Linked DNA regions of Anser cygnoides: all the other regions are linked to region 2. A link is a contact called in public Hi-C data. All regions are on one chromosome and are shown on one strand. The core of a region is the stretch at or near the end of the contact, and the rest is flanking DNA. Distances in the headings are between cores, read along the strand shown. Region 1 holds the start of DDRGK1 (DDRGK domain containing 1). Region 2 has its middle 14 kb from the start of LZTS3. Region 3 holds the start of FASTKD5 (FAST kinase domains 5).

Evidence for each region. A called contact is a pair of places that touch in the nucleus more often than the background predicts.
Region 1: a Hi-C map of liver shows a contact between it and region 2, with 4 times the contacts expected there. The contact joins the promoter of DDRGK1 here to the enhancer-like site in region 2. A contact is called at or near these places in 2 of 7 Hi-C or Micro-C datasets (both in liver).
Region 3: a Hi-C map of liver shows a contact between it and region 2, with 2.5 times the contacts expected there. The contact joins the promoter of FASTKD5 here to the enhancer-like site in region 2. A contact is called at or near these places in 3 of 7 Hi-C or Micro-C datasets (all in liver).

What each region holds. Positions count from the first base shown.
Region 1 is chr4:2,913,666-2,918,192 of Taihu_goose_T2T_genome, forward strand. It overlaps DDRGK1 (DDRGK domain containing 1), which reads left to right and starts at 3,127. Exons shown (of 9, transcript XM_066997071.1): 1 at 3,127-3,282. The coding sequence starts at 3,159.
Region 2 is chr4:2,962,487-2,967,385 of Taihu_goose_T2T_genome, forward strand. No RefSeq gene overlaps it. Among named protein-coding and RNA genes, the nearest start is that of LZTS3, 14 kb to the right of the region's middle. Within about 2 kb of position 1,360, at least 2 of the 3 cell types and tissues checked have open chromatin away from gene starts, as enhancers often do. A contact at or near this core is called in liver, where this site is marked.
Region 3 is chr4:3,015,173-3,019,436 of Taihu_goose_T2T_genome, forward strand. It overlaps FASTKD5 (FAST kinase domains 5), which reads left to right and starts at 2,006. Exons shown (of 4, transcript XM_048059802.2): 1 at 2,006-2,029; 2 at 3,756-4,264. The coding sequence starts at 3,795. It overlaps UBOX5 (U-box domain containing 5), which reads left to right and starts at 1,268. Exons shown (of 5, transcript XM_066997080.1): 1 at 1,268-1,390. It overlaps LZTS3 (leucine zipper tumor suppressor family member 3), which reads left to right. Exons shown (of 4, transcript XM_066997077.1): 4 at 1-231.

The DNA of each region.
Region 1 (4,527 bases), core at 1,877-4,376, 47 kb before region 2:
GAGAGCCTGCTAAGCAAGCAGACAAGAACAAAAGTGAAATGACTGTAATAACACTTCTTCCTGGCCACGTTATTTAAGCTTTCCTTGGTGTCTGACAGTGTGTGGCTCCAGGACAAGGCTTCCTGCACACCCAGAGCACTTGGGGCCGAGCTACCCTGTGCGTATATCTGAACTCGGGCAGGTTGTGAGAACACGGCTCCCCATCGCTTCCCACCCTCCAGCGATGATCTTGGTGCAAAGCACACGCCGCTGCCCGCTTGCTGTTTTCTCAGCAGTGTCACTGTACTTGATACAGGACTGCGGGACAGCAAAGATTACCCAGATGTCTAATTTAAAGCTCGGCCATATTTCTTAGGACGTTTAGGATGATCTCTAATCAAAATTAATTTTGATTAAGTGATTCCGTTATAGCTTTAGCTCTGTCAAAAAGTTATTTAACACTTGAGAGAGGAGGAAATAATCAAACCCTATTTTAGCCCCAAGTATTACTTTCATGTATTCTTGGATTATCTCAAATTCAAAAATTATCTCATGTTAGGAGCTTGAGGCAAATGACTCGTCTTAGAAAGCAGGGTCACTCCCCTCATCACATTTTGCTCCATCTCTGTCAGGATTTACACATTATTCAGCATTTGGCTACTGAAAAGTGAAATATTCTGCAGATAAAATAACTAATACCAGGGTTTTTAACTTCCGTTAAATAGTCTCCACTTTTCAATTTTGCAGGCAAAGTGTGGAAGGAAAATAGACATTTTTCATTCAGTCAGTCAGTTTTTATTTTTAAAACCAATCCTGACCCTTATACAAGATATAAAATAACCGTCCACTGAAGCATACACTGAAGATAACCACCAGGAAAGCTGTAGCTCGTAATTTATCTGATCATGTATAGATGCAATTTTCCCAGTGCTTCAAAAGTTACAAGAAGCATCCTCTCTGACCAAACAGTGAGTTGCAGAATAACCTGGTAAGAAGGAAACAGACCACAGAGAACTCAGTTTGAGCAGAGCATTAACAAAGGAGCACTGTCATTGTTCTTCAAAATGAGATTTGTAAGATTATTATTAAAATAAAGCTTTGCAATAAAACATTCAGCCTATAGTTCAGTTTCTTTTGGAGACCTTCCTGCTCTGTCGCTGGTTCTATATTGTTACCAAATTTCTTAGTAATATCCGGTTGTTCTGTGGCAGACAGATCTGCATTTATCTCAAGCACATGATGGGATGTGCAGTCAGTGCTGTAGACCACAGTATAACTAATTAGCAAACAGATCTTTTGATTATGTCCAGACGTCCAATAGTTTTCAATATCCATTTTCAATTCATTAAAACATTTCCCCAAAAAAAAAAAACATAATCCCTCCAACCACAAATAATTTTAATAGGCTACACTAAAGTGATCTAAGGCAAGAAGGGGCTGGATCAGTCAGAATGCTATAACCACAATGCAAGTCAAAACCAGTAAAACCTAAAATACTCTTCTCCTCGCTCACGCAAGGACTGGGGCTGAGCCCAACAAAGTTTCAGGTCTAAGAGTGGCTGACTTCCTAAAGCAGGGGGGGAAGTTTGCTCTCCACCCCCCAGCTCCAAGTTCCTGCAGTATCTCTCATGTCGATGCTCGTTCTGATCTGGCTAAAAAACAAATGCAGGAAATAAATAAATAAATAATATATTCCGTGCTCTGGAGTATTGCATGGTCACAGAGCAAAGGGAACTGACAGGAGGCAGATCCTCCATTTGGCTGCACATCAGCGTTGGATGAGCTTAGAGCAGTTATTGGGCCACAGCCAAAGGCCGCCCAGCTAGCACTAGCTCTGCAGGGATCGATGCAAACCTGACCTTGAAAAAAAAAAAAAAAAAAAAAAAAAAAAAAAAGTTTCCTCTGGGCAGCCCGGTTTTCTGCAGTTTTACTGAATTAAGCCAGTTTACTACGTGAGACAAGTAGCTATGGGCAGGTTCAGGGTCAGCATCTATTTTTGCAAACTTGACTCAGTCCAGGCCATATCACCGTGGCATCTCTCCAGCTACCTCAGCGCTGCAGAGCCAGGCAGCTCCAGCCTGAGCACATTTCATCTCCCTTACATCCCCCACACCGAAAGGAGGACAGAAGCTCCTCAGGGGTGCAAGGCAAGTTTACACCCCGGTGTAACAACAAGGGAGACATCTCAGTAGTGACCCCAGTGTTGGCGGGGAGTCGTACCCTACAGCCAGGCCTTCATTTATAAGTGATTTTCCCTCATAACTTTGAGTTTTTTCCCCTCATCTTCCTCTCTGTGACCAGCAGCAGCCTGGGCACAGCTCGCAACGTGCCAGTTTTGTGTTAAATAGGGTGGTTGGACCAACAACCTCCCTTCGCAAACCTCCCACCCTGAGGGCAGCCACCACCAGGTTGTATCGACGGGCAGAGGCCAACGGGATGAGGTTCAACATGGCTAAGTGCCGGGTCCTGCACTTTGACCACAGCAACCCCATGCAGCGCTACAGGCCTGGGGCAGAGGAAAAGGATTTGGGGATGTTGGTCAATGCTCGCCTGAACACGAGCTGTTCAGTTTTGGGCCCCTAGGTACAAGAAGGACATCGCGGTGCCAGAGGGTGTCCAGAGAAGGGCTACAAAGCTGGTGAAGGGCCTGGGACACAAGTCCTGTGAGGAGGGGCTGAGGGAACTGGGGGTGTTTGGTCTGGAGGAGGCTCAGGGCAGACCTCATTGCTCTCTGCAACTGCCTGAAAGGAAGGTGTGGGGAGCTGGGGGTCGGCCTCTTCTCACAGGTAACCAGTGATAGGACTAGAGGGAATGGCCTCAAGTTGGGCCGGGGGAGGTTCAGGTGGGAAATGAGGAGACATTTCTTCTCAGAAAGAGCGGTCAGGCGTAGGGATGGGGTGACAGGGAGGTGGTGGCGTCACCGTCCCTGGGGGTGTTGAAGGGAAGGTTGGACGTGGTGCTTGGTTCAGTGGGTGACAGCGGTGGTAGGAGGATGGTTGGACCAGACGATCTTGGAGGGCTTTTCCAGCCTTTATTATTACTTAATTTATTTATTATTCTGTGATTCCGTGACTCCACCTCAGGCCCTCCCTGACGAGGCCCCGCCCCGCGCTAGCTCCGGCCCGTACCAAGTCCCGTCCCCCCCTCCCCTCGTTCCCCCCCCCCAGCCCACGGGCGCAATGGTCGGGTCGGGGCGGGCCGGGCCGGCGCTGGGCATGGACGCCTTGCTGCTGGCGGCGGCCGCCGCTCTCCTCGCCGCCCTCCTCTTCCTCGCCGCCCGCTTCCGCCGCCGGCCCGGGGCAGGTGGGTCTCGGCTCCGGGGCTTCCCCCGCTCCCCGCCCCGGGGCCTCTCCGGTTCCCTCCCCCCCCGCCTTCCCCGCCCCGTTGCGGGGGGCCCGGTCCCCTTCGGGCCCTGCTCCCGCCGGGAGGGGAGGGGGGCGTCTCCATGGCGACCGTGAGGGGGGGGAAGCGCCTCACCTCAGGCCTTCCCCTGAGGGAAGGGGGGGGGGGGGGGATCTATTGGGGATCCCCGGGGATCCCCTGGGATCCCGCGGCCCCCCGAGGCTCTACCCCCGCATGGAGCCCCCCTGTAGGGAGCCCCTGCTGGCGGCTCGGCCCCGCTGCTCCCTGTTGGACCGTTGGGGGCGGCGTTGAAGTGTGTTGGGGTTCCCCCCTCAGAGCCTGGCGAGCTCCTTTTGAGACCTCTGAGGGGAAAAGGTTTCCATAGGATCCCTCCCCAGCTCGTCCTGTGGGCTGTTTTATCCCCTGGGATCTCCTGGAGCACCCTGCCAAGCGTCCAGCCAAGCGTGGAGTCAATATTCCTCTCACACACCCGCAGGGCCTCCCGTCCTGCCTCACACCCAGCCAGCGTTACCCAGATTTTGCAGAATTTGCCCCATTCCCCAGCCAGCCCCACGCTGTGGGGACGGGATGATGCAGCACTTCCAGGCTCCCAAACACCGCTGATTTATCGCTGGGCGGCCTGGGGCTGTGGGGGAAGCAGCCTCTGTGCTTTTAGGGCTGGGGAAGAAGTCAGATATTTCTTCAGTAAGCTCGCCGGCACGGCTGCATTTCCAGAGGGAACGAAGAGAAACTGTTTGGCTCTGAGGACTCGTACTCAGATGTTTAGCCAGGACAGCCACTGAAGCCTTTGGTTATACACTAGCGCTAGTTCCAGAATTTGGGGTGTTTTCTGCTTGTTTCAGGTTGGTTTTGGTGTTTGGGTTCTGTCTTGGGGGGTGAGGTAGCATGGATAGTTGTCTTTTTTTTTTTTTTAAAGGTTAAAAAAGAAACCAACGGTATAAACATAGTCATACTACTGCAAGAGCATGTGCTGGTAAGGACTTTGTGTTAAAACCAGTTCTTACGGATTAAAAACTAAAGTTTCCAGCATATTTCTTTCACGCTGTTTCTTGTACAGACCTGCTCTAAATCTTTCGTTCTCAGCAGCATGGAAACTGATGAAATTTCGTCTGGTTTCTGGTTACTTGGAGCAGAGCTTCTGGTAAAAGCAAGTGCTGAATGTCCCAGAGAAATGAGGCTGCTGGC
Region 2 (4,899 bases), core at 110-2,609:
GCTTGCACAAACTTTCCAGATGGGGAAATTAATCTTTTCAATAGAAGCAGGAAAAAAAGAAAAAAAAAAAAAAAAAGCGGTAAGCACAGAGGGCAGGCCCGGGGTGTCTTGGAGTGGATCTCGGCGAGACGGGCTGCAGCACACGCTGTTCTGGCTGCTGCCGGTGAACTTTGCTGACGGCTTGCCTCAGGCTGTCCTGCTGCCTGGCTCCAGGCTCCAGCCCTGCAGAAACCGGCGCTGGTGCTGCCCCGAGCCCTGCCGATGGTCTCTGGGATGTTCCTGAGCCTGTCCTGTCCTGGGCAGGACTGAATGCCCCCTCCTGCTGCAGATCCAGGGGCTCTCGCCCGGGAGGAGCAGGTGGGGAGCCACCAGGGGGTCCTCACTTCTGGGCACCAGAGTGGGGAATGTCCTGGGGGAACTTTATCCAGAAAGGCTTCACATCAAAATACAGCAGCTAGCTAGGTGAGGCGGTGTGTCCTACAGCGCCAGAGTGGACAAATTAGGGCAGTCTGGTGGCCTGTTCATCCTACAAGACCACCCATGTAGGGACCACCAGCTAACGGTCCTTCCAGCACAGCACCTCTGAGAGCAGCTGTGTCCTCCTGAAGTTTTGGGATCCACGTAAACTATTTGCAATGCCCTGCAGCAACGATTCCCTGGTTTAACTGTGGATGTGATGAGGAGCTTCCTTTTCTCCCTGCCCCTGCCCTGCTCAGTGGCTCTGGGTATATGGATGGAGGGGCCACCGAAGAGCTCTCCCTTACCCACCCCTAATTTTACAGCCCCATTCAGACCCCGCTCCGTCCTCCTCCATCAGGACCCGTCACATATCTTTGAACCTTCCTCACCGTCCCCTTTATCTTCCTCCAGCTCCTTAACGAGACCTGATGAGGGCGAGCCAAAAGCCGCCCGTGCGTTACCCCGGGGCAGCGCACGCGGCGGCTGCCTGAAACGCCACCGACTTGCTGATCCCTTACGTAACCGGTGACACTGTTTGGTTTCCCTTGCTGACTTTTGCGAGTGTGATTCCCCCGTTCGCTGCTCCTAAAGCCGCTTATCCCCGCGCTAAACCCCCAGCTTAGCCCAGCAGTCCTGAGAGCCTCGCCGAGCTGTCTCCTTCGCTCCCTTGCAAGAAGCCTCCTCCTCCCCACGGCAGCCTGGGAGGACATGGATGGTCCGGCACCCCATTTCCACACCCAGCACCCCATTTCCACACCCAGCACCCCATCTCCATGCCCGTAACCCCATCTCCATGCCCATAAACCCCATTTCCACACCGAGCATCCCATCTCCATGCCCATCACCCCATCCCCACGCCCACCATCCCCACGCCCACCATCCCACCCCACAAGCCCTCCCACCAGTTCCAACGCACAAAGGATTTTTTTTTCCCCTCTTGCTAGTCCCAGGTTCAACGTTTTTATGGCTTCCCCCCACATGCAGCAGTTCTGATTTGGGATCTGCTGCACATCAGCTGGCCAGGTGCCCTCTTCAGAGGGTTGGCCGAGGTCTTGCTCATCCTCACAGACACCAGCACACAAAACCCCAAAGGCCAGCAGTCTGTTTTCCTCATACAGGCACAGCCAGGAGCTGGGGACCCAGCAATGTGCTGACACGGGATATTTTGGTGCTGCAAACCACGCTGCAGCCTTCCCAGCCCAGTTTCCGACCCTTTTTCCCCCAGACCAGTCTCACAGCGGTGGCTCAGCTCGGAGGCAGCTTTTCCCTTTGTGATGCTAAACACCTAGGGAGGGATAATCAAATTATACCCACACGATTACGCCAACAAGGACATGAAGCATCCCATAGAGAGCTGTCCCCTGTTCCTTTGTGGGGGCTGGCGGATCACTCGGGCTGGCGGATCTCCTCTCTGGGCCTCAAACACGGCGATGCGAGGATTTTCCCCTTACTGCGCCTCTCTGCGGTCCCGTTTGGCGAGCTGGGGGCTTGCGGAGCTGCACCACTGGGGAAATATCACGGGGAAGGGGCTGGGGGAGATGCAGGGGCAGGTTCGGCCCCTCCATGCTCACGTATCCTGCGCAGGAGCGCTCCTGTTTGGGGTTCCCCCAGCACACGGGGGATGCAGGGGGATCCCAGCACGGTCTCGAGGTGACCCCATGGGGTTTGTCGGCGATGTGACCACCCAAATGCCCTGGGGGAAAACCCAGACGGAGCCCTCAGAAGCCCCAAGGAGAGGCTCGTGTAGGTGCCACGAATTGCTGCAGCCAGCCTCAACCCAGCTGAGCTGACCCCCGCATCTCCCCTACCCCAGAGCACACATTTACGAGCACACATTTACGTCCTCTCTAACCCTATTTACATCCCCTCTAACCCTATTTACATCCTCCCTAACCCTATTTACACCCTCTCTAACCCTGCTCATGCCTCTTTTTTCCATCCAGCCCTGGCCCGGACGATCCCCTGACACCTTTGGCACTTGCAGTCAGCAGCACCTTGCGACAAGGAGCCCCAGGACTTTCAGGACAGGGGACGGGGTGCTCCTTCCCCACATTTATCCCAAGCGGCATCCCTCCGTCCCACTGCAGCCAACTGGGACAGCGAGTAGGAAACAGATGCTTCCCCGGATGAATCGGCAGCACATCTGGGCAGCGACAGGGCTGGCCGTAACATTTTCCCCTCCATCCCATAACATTTTCCCTTCTGTCCCATAACATTTTCCCCTCCATCCCATGCCCACGAGCCCCGGGAAGGCAGCGGGCCAGCCTCGGCTGCTTGGCTGAGGAGCGGGAGGGAGAGGAAGCCGGGCTGGCTCGCCTTGCAGGGGAAATGTGAAGTGCTGCCGTTGGAAACTAGGTCATGTCCCTTGCCCCGTGTCTTCTCGATAAAGGGGTGAGAAATCAGGTCTGTTTTCTGCAGCCGCTGCTTTCAGACCATGCCCCGAATTTGGGTGTAGAGGGGAAATATGGAGGCTGCCCTCTTTCTCCTCCTGGCTCCAGGTTTTGAAGCGGAGGGTTCAGAGCCCCACAGCACAGAGCTCGGGGTCCTGTAGGGCCGGGTTGTAGGGAGCCCCATCGAGCCCCTGGCAGCTGAGCAGAATGGGATGGGTAGCGGGGAGCCTTTCCCAGGCACCGGGCGAGCAGGAGGAGCTGGAGGCTGGGGGTGGAGAGAGGGAGGCTGGGGATGGAGAAATGGAGGATGGGGATGGAGAAATGGAGGATGGGGATGGAGAGATGGAGGATGGGGATGGAGAAGGAGAGGCTGGGGATGGAGAAGGGGAGGCTGGGGATGGAGAAAGGGAGGCTGGGGATGGAGAAAGGGAGGTTGGGGATGGAGGAGGGGCTGGAGATGGAGAAATGGAGGCTTGTAATGGAGAAGGAGAGGCTGGGGGTGGAGAATTGGAGGCTGGGGATGACAAAGGGGAGGCTGGGAATGGAGAAGGGGTGGCTGAGGATGGAGAAATAGAGGCTGGTGACGGAGAAATGGAGGCTGGTGTTGGAGAAAAGGAGGCTGGGATGGAGAAGGGAAGGCTGGGGATGGAGAAATGGAGGCTGAGGATGGAGAAGGGGGGGCCAGGATTGAGAAGGGGAGGTTGGGGATGGAGAAGGAGAGGCTGGGGGTGGAGAATTGGAGGCTGGGGATGGCAACGGACAGGCTGGTGATGGAGAAAGGGGGGGCTGGGGATGGAGAAATGGGGGCTGGGGATGGAGAAATGGAGGCTGAGGACGGAGAAGAAGAGGCTGGGGATGCCAGCTGGGTCACCTTTCCCCCTCAGCTGCTGGCTACGTCTCTCCCAGCCCACCACCCAAACCTGCAAGCCCCATCCAGGGGTCGATCTTCACCAGCAGGCACCCGGGGCCGCCTTCCTCACCCTGCCACCCACCTCCTCCATCACTCCCCACACCTCGGGGACCCCCCGGGGCAGCCTCACCCCACGCCGGAGGGCTGGGTACGGACACCGGGGTGCCCACCATGGTCCCACCGTGGGAGCAGCCCCCGGGGGCGATTCTGGCCGCAGGAGTGGGAGCGTTGGCGGGGGGCTGCCCTCTCCCCGCGCAGCATGGTCAAGTGTCTCTCCACATCAGCATCATCCCTGCTCGGCGAAGGGATCGGCCACAAGCAGACAGGACCGGAGGCAGGAGAGGCGGCGCGGAGAGCATCCCTTCCCCCACCACCCCCGAAATCCAGACCTTTCCCGGCGAGCAAAGGGAAAGGCGTGGAGAGGATGGGGGGGGGGGGGGGGAAGGAAAGATTTCGGCGGCCGAAACAAAGCCTGGGGGTTAGCAGGTCCCGTCCTGGGGGATGTCGTTTCCTCGTTTCCCCTCTAAAAGGATCGGGAGATCATCCGTGAAGTCATGGGATCTCGCCCAAAAGGGAAAAGGGGTGCACCCATCCCGTGCCCGACCAGCCCCTCCTGCTAAAAATAAAAAGAGGGAGCTGGGTCATTTTGGGGAGGTGTCTGCAAACGGAGAGGTTTGGGTGCCCAGCTCCAGGCTGTGCCACTCCGAGGTGGGCACTGCCTCTTCCCCTCTGCCGAGAGGCTTCTGCGAGCCCGAATGGAGCCCCCCCGCCCTCCCCAGCAGGATGTGACCCCTGTAAAGCACCGCACAAGTGTCCCTCGTCTTCGGTTTTGTCCCAGGGCCACCATGCCCATGGGCAGCACTGGGGAAGGGGACAGCGGCAGGACACCCCCTGCCCATCTCGTTATGGGGCAAACCCAGGTCCTGGAGAGGGCAGGGGGCAGAGCAGGAGGGGGGCAGCAGCAGAGGGGCAGATCCCACGCACGGAGCTCGGTGTTAGCCTCATTAGCAGTCACGTCGAGATAAAACAAGTAATTTTTGCTAGCCTCGTCACAACGAGGCTAGCATGTAGCATTCAAATTATCCAATTACGGCAAATTCCCATTAATAATGCAATTAGGATCGTTACAAGCAGACTTCC
Region 3 (4,264 bases), core at 756-3,255, 53 kb after region 2:
ATCTACTGCTAGTCTGTTGTATGTTTCCATGGGGTTATAAAGATGTGAAGAGCTACTGCCTTCGCGATTTTCTACGGTGAATATATATATATATCTGTACAGAGGTATGTATATATATAAATATATATGAAGATCTATATGTATACGTATCTCTCACTCTCCTATCTCTATCTGACTGTGAAGGATTTTTATTGGGCAAAATAAAATGGAGAAAGGCCCCTTTTAAAAACCTGACTGCGTGCTTGCCTGGTTGTGTTGCGTGCGGGTGGGAGAAGCAGAAAAACTACAGGGGATTTCGGGAGGGACCCGAGGAATGGTGATGGGGGAATGCTGGAGATGGCTCCACGAGGGAAACCCACATCTCAGACACAGCAGCACAGCCATACACGTGCTGGCCTACAGCTTCCTCGCAGCCCATTAGAGCGGGGTGAAAGCACTTGTAGCTCCTGGCGCTGAGGATGGAGAGCAGCCTGGCATTGTGGAGCAGGAGGGAAAGGTGGAGGCTTCAGGGAGCAGAGAGGAGCAGTGCACACCTCCACGTCCATCTCTTCAAGCCGACGGAGGCGATGCTGCTGGGCACAGCCGTCCCCAGCCCTTATTCCTCGGGGTACAACAAGGGCTGTGCAAGCGTTCACTCTACGGTTACCATAAAGGAGGGATGTTTAGATGTAGAGCTTAGTGATATGGTTTAGTGGAGGACTTGTTAGTGTTAGGTCAGAGGTTGGACTCGGTGATCTTGGAGGTCTCTTCCAACCTAGATGATTCTGGGATTCTGGGATTCTGAGGCTAAATGTGGGGGTCGGCCTCTTCTCACAGCTAACCAGTGATAAGATGAGAGGGAATGGCCTCAAGTTGTGCCAGGGGAAGGTTCAGGTGGGGAATGAGGAGACATTTCTTCTCAGAAAGAGCGGTCAGGTGTAGGGACGGGGTGACAGGGAGGTGGCGGTGTCACCGTCCTTGGGGGTGTTCAAGGGAAGGTTGGACGTGGTGCCTGGGGACGTGGTTCGGTGGGTGACAGCGGCGGCAGGGTTGGACCAGATGAGCTCGGAGGGCTCGGATTTTGTGACTCTTTGAACTCGGGCCGTTCTACGTTTCTGTGACTCCGTCATTCTGCGCTTTTGTGACTACCACCTCAGGCCGCCCCAAGATGGCGGCGCCCCCCCGAGGCACCACAGGGCGCCACACCGAGGCGCCGAGCATCTTGTCACGTGACCCCACCCCACGTGACGCTGCCCGCACGCCCCCTACCGGCCTCACTTCAATCCCCCCCCCCCCCCCTTTCCCCGCTCGGCTCCCGTAGGCCGGAAGTGCGTCACCGGCGGGCACCCGGAAGCGGCGGCGGGGGGCGGCAGGGCCGGAGCCGGCGGCGGCGGCGGCAGCGCCGGGCCCGGTGAGTGGGGGGGGGGGGCGGGGAGGCCCGGGGGAGGCCTCGCTGCTGACGGGGAGCTGGGGGGAGCTGGGGGGCGGCCTCTTCTCACAGGTAACCGGCGATAGGACCGGAGGGAACGGCCTCAAGTTGCGCCGGGGGAGGTTCAGGTGGGGAATGAGGAGACATTTCTGTCAGAAAGGGCGGTCAGGTGCGGGGACGGGGTGACAGGGAGGGGGGGGAGTCCCCGTCCTGGGGGTGTTCGGGGAGAGGTTGGACGTGGTGCCTGGGGACGTGGTTCGGTGGGCGACAGCGGTAGGGGGGCGGTTGCACTGGGTGGTCTCTGAGGCCTCCTCCACCCTCAGTTACCACACGGTAAGGGCGTTTTTTTTTGTATTTTTTTTGTTTTTTTTTTTAACAAGGTCCGCGCGGAGAGATGGGAAGGAGCCCGGGCACGCCTAACCCAGAAGAGCACAGCGTTAGGAGAGCGCTGTGAGGATTAGGAGAAAAAAAAAAAAAAAGCAAAAAACCTGCTGCTCGCTGCGGGCGGCAGGGAAGCAGGTCGGAGAGGTGGGCCGGGCTGGAGGAGCGCTGCAGGAGCTCGAAACATCAAGGTTTAGGTGTGGAGATGGGTAAAAGCCCCTCACCTGTTTTTTTTCTAAGGTGCTGGAAGTACGGTGGCCCCGCTGTGCTCTCCGCGTGCTCGTGCTGCTGGGCGCAGGAACGGGAGGGGAGAGAAATATCCCTCCTTACGGGATATCTCCCCAGAGGCGTCACGGAGCTTAGCGCAGAGCTGCGGGGGCGCACCCCGAGCGGCAGGCGCTGCCCACCCGCGGCGTGCAGACACCGGGGACATTGGTTCCCTGCCGCGGAAGCAGGGCTGTCTGTCCCGGGAAGAGCGTTTTGGGTAGCAGCGGAGCTCTGGGCGCTGCGGGTAGGCTCGGATCGCCCCCCCGGCAGCAGACGGGACGTGGCCTAAAGAAGCGGCGTGTCTCTCCGTGCTGCTTGCCCACCCCTCGGGGACAGCAGAACGAACAGAGGGTGTGCAGCACGGAGTCAGAGCAGAGAGCCTCAGCCAGATAAACCCCCCCCCCCCCTCTCGTCCAAGATGAGCTCTGCAGCCCCCCCACGAGGGGCTGGGGGAGCCGGTGGTGCTGGAGGGGTCGGGGTCTCTTTCCCCGGGGGTCTCCTTCCCCAGCCAGGGGCTCGCAGCCTGCGCAGGGCTGCTGGGCTCCACGCGTCGTGCCGCCTCCAGGCGGCTCCAGCTGGCCGCCGTAGCCAGCGGGGATGGAAATTAAATATAATCAGACATTTATATGCGCCGAACAGGGAGAGCTTTGAAATCCAGAGCTCTTTTGCAGCCGTAAGGCAGGCTGCTGGGGGTGGGGGGCACAGCCACAGGGCTGGGCAGAGCCCGCCCCGCACCCAGCAGCTGCCTCGCCCTGAGGTGCCCAGCACGATCAGTGCCTAGCGGGTGTCTCACGAAGCCTGCTGGTTATTTACCAGCCGCCCTAAAAACACACCGCCCCCCCCCCCCCCCGTCCTCCTCCGTGCCCCGTTTGGCCGAGGCGCAGCCGTGCGGCAGCAGCGAGGAGGGAAGAAGCCGAGAAGTCCCCACTGGGAGCGCGTGCCCGGCGCCTCTCCTCGCAGCCTGCAGGGAGGGCTCCATAACAGGTCTCTTCCACAGAGGTCTCTTTCCGTTCCCCAAATCCGGGAAACGCTCCCGTGCCCGGAGGGCGAGGCTTTTCTCCTAGTTCTTGCCCCCGGGGCTGCGGCGCCCTGTGACGATTTGCGGTGCCTCTGCCCCGCTTCGTCCCCCGCTTTGCTCCGCGTTTCTCCTTCCTGAGCACCGGCTGCCCCGCCGCGGGCGAGTTTTGGAGCCTCACAGCCCCCGGGTGCCCCCGTGCGATGAGCGGAGCGGCACCGTGGGCGTTCGCACAGCCCTGCGGGTGCTGGCCGGCGCTTCACGGCGCCGACTGAAGGAGCAGAGTGCTCCGTTTGGGTACGTCAAGCCTTTTGAAGCTGTCTCCGCATCACAGAAATACGTGTTCATTGCTTAAAACGAAAGAAAAGCGGTCGGGCTCTCTTACAAAGCGACAAAGAGAGGATTTTTTCCCTGAGTTCCCACAATCTCCGCCAGATTCCTTGTAGCTGGTGGTGCCCGCCCGCTGGTTTGGCCTCTCCGGGTGTGTCTCGGGTCGCCTGGGTGCTGGCACTGCCCCGCGCGGTGTGCGCTCGGTAGCGGCTGCCCCGCGGCCTCCCCGGGGGAACAGCAGCTCTCTGGGGGAGGCGCTGGAGTCACCCGGCTCCGGGCGGCGTAAAGGAGTAGGTAACGAGCGCCGCGTGCCCGGCGGAAGCCACTCATTCTCCGTCTGCCCTCTTTTTTTAGTACCTGGGAGCAGTTCAGAGCCCGGTCAAGCTGCGAGCCATGGCTACGGCGCTCGTACGCCGACGGTTCCCGAGGCTGAGCAGGGTGACCGCCGCCGTTCTGACTTCAGCCCCGCGCAAGGCCGAGGGCGGAGGCGGCGAGAGCCCGCGGAAGGAGGAGGAGGAGGAGGAGAACCCGAAAATCACCGGCGCCGGGAGCAGACCCGCTGCCGCCATCCGGCTGCTGACCCCGCCGGGCTACAGGGTGCTGCACAAGCCCGCTGCCTACGCCAGGAGCAGGGCTGGGAGCTGCGGCCGGGCTCTCGGTGACCCTCCCGCCAGCCCTGGCGCCGCTCGGGAGCACCGGGGGCTCCCTGCTGCGTCCTTCCAAGTTCTTCCAGCCGCCAGGAGCGCCCTGGCCAAGCCCCCCCGCAGGCGGAACCCCCTGGCGCGGGCCAAGCGGGAGGCAGAGCGGGAGCAAAGGGAGCTGCATGACTCCAAGGAGGACCCGCGCGCGTTCCAGCAAGGGCG